Regions from separate parts of the Zea mays genome. Here region 1 is linked to region 2. Evidence: chromatin contacts called from public Hi-C data. All regions are on one chromosome and are shown on one strand. The core of a region is the stretch at or near the end of the contact, and the rest is flanking DNA. Distances in the headings are between cores, read along the strand shown. Region 1 has its middle 130 kb from the start of LOC100216989. Region 2 holds the start of LOC103641852.

Region 1 (3,421 bases), core at 23-2,522, 370 kb before region 2:
AGGAATCCCTCGTCTGACCGCCATCGCAGCAAAATCAACCCGAGGACCTCCCTACACTGACCACTCCCCTACTGCCCTTGCCCCTTTCGGGTAAGATAGTCCTCCACTAGCTTTCCTAGTTAGTCAGCCAAGGGCGTCCCATTAAACCCTTGTGGTAGCACTGTTTTCCCAGGTGGTTCTCCATGTTCCAATTAACATAATGATCTTATCATGAACAGTAAATAACAAACTGATAATAACAGTGTAATCATGAATAATATATATCCTCATACCCAAAACCACGTAAAGCAATAGCAGGTACTACCCAAAAATTCAGTGGTAAACAAGGTATAAAGATAGTCAAACTAGGGTAACCTATTGGGTCCCATCAAAATTAACTTATGTTGATCATTATGATTAATCAGAACATGACTGGGTAAAAAGAAGTGATCAAGGGCACAACTTGCCTGGGACTTGAGATTACAGGTACCAACTTGCTCTTCAGATGACTCGTAACCTCGCTGCTAGTCGTAGCAATACAGACAAACATGGTATAGGCAAAATTAACATTACACCAAACATAAGAACAAACTGTATAATAATAATCTACGCGTTGCTACGAGATCGTGGGTTTGCAAACCACTAAAATCAGAGTTACGGTTAAAGAGATATGGTTTTCCAAAGATTTAGACGATTAAATAATAAAACCATGTTCTATGTTGACTATAATTCATGTGATAAAGATATTACAATTGAGACCTTATTATAGATTAGTTAGACATCATATTTTGGTTAAATCATAGCCATATACTAGATTAGACTATGGTCTTCACTATAATTAGAAAAGTTAACCAGGTGGCTTATTATTTTTTGAAAACATGCCTCATGATAAAATGATGTTTACACAACTGTAGATTATAATAACACGAATCTAACGCAACTGGAATAGGTTAAATCGGGATAAAAATGAATTAATTAAGAGTAAAACGAGGTTCTAGGATTATTTATATATTAAAAATCATTTTAGAATTAATTTTATCTTTAAACACCAATTCCTGGCTGCGCCTGCTATTCCATAGAAGTCCAGGGTGCTCTGTGAAATTATTAGGACCCAAACGTTTTAATCTTTACACAGCTCGGGACGACGGGTTTATTTTGAAGTTACCAAGGGGCTCTTTAGCTAAAAGTCACGGTGAAGGGGTATTTTGAAGTCACGGCCGCACGATCAGATCTGGGCGATCCAGATTAGATTGGGTATCCCTGAACCGGTATCCAATGGTAGCCATCGGATCAAGATCCGACGCCCAGCGTTTTAAATAACCCTAGGCTCATTTTGACCATCCATCACCCGATTACCGGCTCAGATTACACGAACGAGGGGATGCGCTTCTGGTTAAATCGTGACCGCCCAACGAGCAATCAACGGTTCACAGACGTCTTCTTTCCCCCGACCAAAAGCACGGCGCCCAGGGATCCACGGTGGCGCCACCACGCCCGACGGAGCACCACCGCACAGACGCGCAGGTACATGAACCTGGCTTCGACCAGAGCTACGCATGGAGGAAGGAGAAGGCGAGCCTTTGGGAAGGGTCTTGCCGGCGACTGTGGAGCAGGGTCAGCTGTTCACGGCACGCAGCAACCTGGCGGGGACGGACAAGCTCCGACGAGCAATTATTGAAGCCTCAGTGCATCACTTCGACAGATACGGCCATGACCCCATTCCAAGGGACGTTATGAAGCTCCAGCAGACCTGCGTTCGCCTCAATCGCCAATGTAGAAGAGTGCCCTCGGCAACGCGCGAGTCCGCGGCCATGGCGAGATCCGTCTGTGGCACACACAACTCACTTCTCCGCTGAGGCGCTTGGGTTTTGGGTCCGTTGCTGGCACCGGCTAGGGGAGGGGCGAGGGCTTCGTACCTGGATGACGGCTGCAGTCACGTCCTCTCTCTCTACGCTGGATCAACCAGGCTCCGCATGGAGATGCACAGATGGTTGCGCACGGGTGTTTTGGTTCAAGGTGCTTCAGGTTGCATTATATACTGCTAGAGAAGACAACCGATCCCAACAACCTGTGATAGAATTTAGGATAAAATTATGCTTTTCTATTGGAGTTTGTTGCACGCTTGATTCGTATCCTAGTCAAGGAAGAGGGTAATCTTCCAGGCGAGGTCCACACAACAGCGACACGGAGACACATCGTGAGAAGGAACTGGTGATAAAACAAACACCGGTCAGTGGGGATCCTGTGGCGCGTCGAGAGGGATTAATTTAATGGATGACATTAGATCTCGCATTAGCATGACGTTGTATGCGGCTAGAAATTATAAAATAATAGAAGAGACGTGGGCTTCAATAGAATTGTAGGAAGTGTGGGCTAGTTTTGTTTTTTTTCCTATTTTTATTTAATCCTTTCCTGTTGTCATTTGTTTTCTCTTTCCTTATCTTTTTTCCAGTTTCCAAATTAATTCCAATTCACGTTTGGTTTTTAAGTTTCAAACTCCATTTTAAATGCACAATCAAAAAAATCTCGTCATGGATGTAAAGTTAGTTGCATACGCTTATACTAATTATTTTATCCAATGATGAAAGTACGAAGTGCACACACAAAAGAATTTAGTATCTTTAAGAAGAAGAAAAAAATACTATTTCGAATGTATAGTCTAATTAAAAACTAAATCAAAAGTTTAATGTATTATACTTATTTATTCTAGGAAAAATATACTGAAAAAGTGTGTATCATTTATTTATTTTGGTCAAAATAAGTCATTTCGAAAGTGAAATCTTGATTAGAAGGTTTGTTAGTTTAAATCTTTAGAGAACTTATCCTAAATCTATAATTCAACCAAAGGGTAATTTAATTCCTATGATGATCTTTTTATTCAATCCCTTATGTAGAGAACTCATTTATTTTGGGATATGTAACTTTAAAAGTGAGGGTTTTCTTATTAATAGATATCTTAATTATTAATCTTTTGAAGCATCATTTATAAATCCTAAAGTAAGATTTTGGGTGTTACAGGAGCCAGGTTTGAGGAGTGTCTAGGGCGGACGGTTGCCGTGGGCTCCTCGTTGAGGGCGATATGGGCGGGCGGGTGGTTTTCTTTTCGTGGGAGAGACAACGCGCTGGGGCTCTTCATGCACCTGACGCGCGGGCCCAAGGAAGGAACGTGGGCGTGGCTGCGCTAGCATGAGAGCGAGCGAGTGAGGGCTAGGGCGCGGCGTGAGCGGCGCGGCTGGGTGAGCGCGGAGCTGCGGGGGAGGCGCACGACGCGCGCACGCGCGCGGGACGTGGCACGGAGAAGTGGAGGCCGGCGCGCTATGGTTTGGGGGGGATGGACCACACACGCCAGGTGGGCTAGGTGGGCTGCGAGGAGGGGAGCGCGAGATGGGCTGCCGGAGGGGGGTGCTGGGCGGACGCGCGGGGATGGCCTGGTGGGCCGCTG
Region 2 (3,779 bases), core at 450-2,949:
TTTTTCCAACACTTCAACTTATATTTCTCATTTTGTCTCAAACTTAGCTCTAGAACACCGCTTATATATATATATATATATATATATATATATATATATATATATATATATATATATATATATATATATATATATATATATAAATGGCTTAGAGACTCCTTCCCTTTCAGTCTCGAATAAGTTTCTCATCGACTACCAGTTCAAAGACCGACGTTGAGGGCGACGACCATGAGGTTGTCTCTATTGTTCTCTTTTTTACTTGATTTCAGAAAAGGTGGCTATGTTACCATGAAAGATTTGCTCGAAGTGTTGTGCTCTTTGTTGTGGCCAACTAACAGTGTATATTCTTATGTGTGGCATGTATAAAGTTTGATCAAATTACAATCAAATTAACTATCATAGATATAAACTATAATATCTAGACTTAAAGTCCTAGTTGGTCATAAGGCCTTTTGTTTGTAACAAGATACACTTGAAGCAGGTGCAATTATAGATGGTCATTTGGCACTAACACGATGGGCCAGCTCAGACACGATACGAAAAAGCCACGATGGGCCAGCTCAGACACGATACGAAAAAGCACGGCCCATTTGGTATGCGCTATATATTTTCTAGTTTTTGTACATTAATTCCGTGTCTAATATATAGTTAACTAAAACGTACTAATTATTTTAGTGACTGATATAACGACTACTTCGCCGGGCAGGGACGAGAGCTTGAGAAAATGGTCCGACTTACACGCAAACCATATTTCTGTTCATGAACTATATATATATATATATATATATATATATATATATATATATATATATATATATATATATATATATATATATATATATATATAGACACACACGCATACATACATTTCCATATGATGTAACGTGCAGGTCGGTTTAATTGGGAGGAAAAAATCGTTCGCGGCGAGGATGATGGGCCCGTTTGCCTGCCGGGCGTGACATGATGATGAATGTGTTTGGTGGCCTGTAATTATGTCAGCGTGGATGGGACGGGAGAGAAGGCGACACATGAGGCTGTGTGCAGCGCATGCGACCAGCCCCTCCCTCCCTCTCCTAACACTGTATACGTTTCACATAGTGTAACGAGAGGGGTGCAGCGGCCACCCCTAAAGCCTCAACAGTGTTAGCACTGAGAATAGTGCTTCGCTAGATGTGGAGGGCGGTGGCGATGCCTCCAAACACTATACTTGTACTGTTTAATTAAATGTTCGTTAAAGAAAAATTGATAATAGATAAAAGTAGGTGTAGTAAATGTTATTTTATGGTTATAGTGGGGTATAGAAGAAGTATTTAAGAGAACCGCTACGGGAGATGAAAAAGCAAGGGATAAAATATTAATGATATAATTCAACAAAGTGATATAGGAATAGAAATTTAGGGAAAACCGATGCGGGTGGAGACGATCGAGGCACGGTCTACCTTGCGCTGGTTTGTTTTAGCTTGTTTTTTTCCTCGACGAGCTTTTCTTTTCTGAAAATCTAACTGTGGTAAAAATTTAAAGTACCTTAGGATTACACATAGAGAAAGATAAATGGTGTCTATAGAGTTTATGATATAGAAAATAATAAATTCCTACTATCACGACGAATTGATCGATTATGCATTTACGTTAATTTTGAACAGTTTTCATCAAAGACGACGACTCGGGGCAATAGATTTATATGTCATTAGGGTGAGTGGGGATGCACATGCCACGTGCTATCCAGCCGCTGTCATTTGGCGCGGTCTCCGGATCCGTGTCTGGTTATACTCTAAAGCAGCAGCAGCTTGGATGTTCGTCGACGTCCTTGCGCAGCTATGGAGCGATTGGGGGCTCCGGTTCTCTGTAATTTCCAGCTTGGTGACAATCGTCGTCCTCAGCCTCTTGTCCTGGACACGCCGGCGCTCGACGTCCGGCCGCTGGCGGTCGATCCTGCTGTGGTTCGTGACGCGCGTTGTCTGGTTGGCATACCAGGGCGCCGAGATAGCCGCGACGGGCGCCCTCGGAAGCCTGTCCCTCTCCGGCTCCGATGGGTCAGCGGAGGAGCAGCAGGTGATAGCGTTCTGGGCGCCGTTCCTGCTGCTGCACCTGGGCGGCCCGGACACCATGGCCGCCTACGCGCTGGAGGACAGCGCCTTGTCCGTGCGCAAGTTCCTCGAGATGGTCTTCCAGGTCGGGGGCGCCTTCTACGCTCAGTACAAGTACATATATCGCGCGCGCACCTGGACGCCGCTGGCGACGGCGTCGGCCATCATGTTGCCCATAGGCATTGTCAGGTATGTGGAGAAGTGGTACGCGCTATGGAAATCCAAAAGCATGATGGAGGAGGAGGAGGGGGAGGAGGAAGAGGAGGAGAAGAAGAAGGTCGCGGGCGCGGGACCGGGACCGGGACGATTCACATCCGCAACAAGCAGCAACGACGCGCTGTGCCTTGCTCAGGATCTGTTCCATGTCTGCCGTCGTGCCTTGTCCGATTCTTCGGTGCTCCCGGGCACGGAGAAGCAGCGTGCCAGCGAGGAGATCTTCCTGCTGGGATGGGAGCGCATGTGCAAGGTGGTGGAGATGGAGCTCTCGCTCATGTACGAGGCCCTGTACACCAAGGCCATCGTGCTGCACACCTGCCCGGTTGCAGGCTACCTCAACCGTCTAGTGTCGCCCCTCGCCACCGCTGCCGCAGTGTTGCTCTTCAACCAGTATATCGGCAGCCGCAGCCGCCGGGCCATCATCATCAGGAGATCTTTCGTCGACATCACCTACCTCTTGCTGGTTGTTGCCTTCGCCATGGACCTGATGTGGCTGCTCAGAGCCCTTGGTTCTACCTGGACGTACGCCGCCCTCAGAGAGGCGCGGCCATGGGCATGGTGGCTTCGCCACCACTTGCTGTGCAGCGGGAGATGGCGCCGGATCCACCGCGCCGTCGACGCCCTGCATCCGTTGTCGTGGTTATTCGGCAGCGATCCAGTTAGCTACTACAGGACGTGGTCGGGCACCATCGGGAGGTACAACCTGCTGCAGGCGTGCAGCGTTGCTGCTGCTCACCGTGGTGCCCGCCGTCCATGGTGGACGCGGTTCGGGAGCTGGCTGGAAAAAAAATTGGAGCTGGAGGAGACAGAGTATCTGCGTGAGCTTCCTCAGGACGTCAAGGAATCGCTGATCCAGCGAGTGCAGCGAATACTGGTGTCGACCAAAAATAATAATGCTGATAAGAAGACGGATGAGAATGGAATTGGATGCCGCTACACCCTGGTAGACATCAGGACACTCTGGGGTCAGCAGGCCCTGGAGGACGCCAAGACGAACCTGTTCGGTCGCGGCCGTAAAAATGGTAGGAAAACAAGTAACAAGAAACCGAAATTGCCCAGCTTCGGCCGTGAATTCGAGGAGGACGTCCTCATGTGGCATATGGCCACCTGCATTCTCTTCTCGTCATCAAGCGGCAAGGAGAGCATAGTCAGCATACCAGGGGGATCCTCGGCCGACGCCGCCGATGCCCATGTGACGGCGATCAAGGTGATGTCAGAATACCTCATGTTCTTCGTCGCTGTACGTCGACACATGCTGCCTGGCCTTGTGCTCCACAGCCTGCTCGAGAAAATCCGCCAAACTTTGCACGAGATATGGGACGACGGCAAGAAGAAAACTACTGGTGGTTCGTCGTCGTCGTCGTCTACAGCAGCCAAAGATACTCCGCCTCCTCAAGACAAGCTTGCCGAAATGCTGCTAGAGAGACTGAAAGCAGGTCGGAGATGGTTTGACCGAAACGAAGGCAGGCTCGTTGT

The links. A called contact is a pair of places that touch in the nucleus more often than the background predicts.
Region 1: a contact with region 2 is called in a Hi-C map of tassel, with 3 times the contacts expected there. The contact joins the enhancer-like site here to the promoter of LOC103641852 in region 2. A contact is called at or near these places in 2 of 25 Hi-C or Micro-C datasets (ear and tassel).

What each region holds. Positions count from the first base shown.
Region 1 is chr10:134,036,887-134,040,307 of Zm-B73-REFERENCE-NAM-5.0, reverse strand. No RefSeq gene overlaps it. Among protein-coding and RNA genes, the nearest start is that of LOC100216989, 130 kb to the left of the region's middle. Within about 2 kb of position 1,272, at least 18 of the 20 cell types and tissues checked have an H3K27ac peak or open chromatin away from gene starts, as enhancers often do. A contact at or near this core is called in ear and tassel, where this site is marked.
Region 2 is chr10:133,666,048-133,669,826 of Zm-B73-REFERENCE-NAM-5.0, reverse strand. LOC103641852 reads left to right here and starts at 1,699. Exons shown (of 2, transcript XM_020545912.3): 1 at 1,699-3,739. The coding sequence starts at 1,792.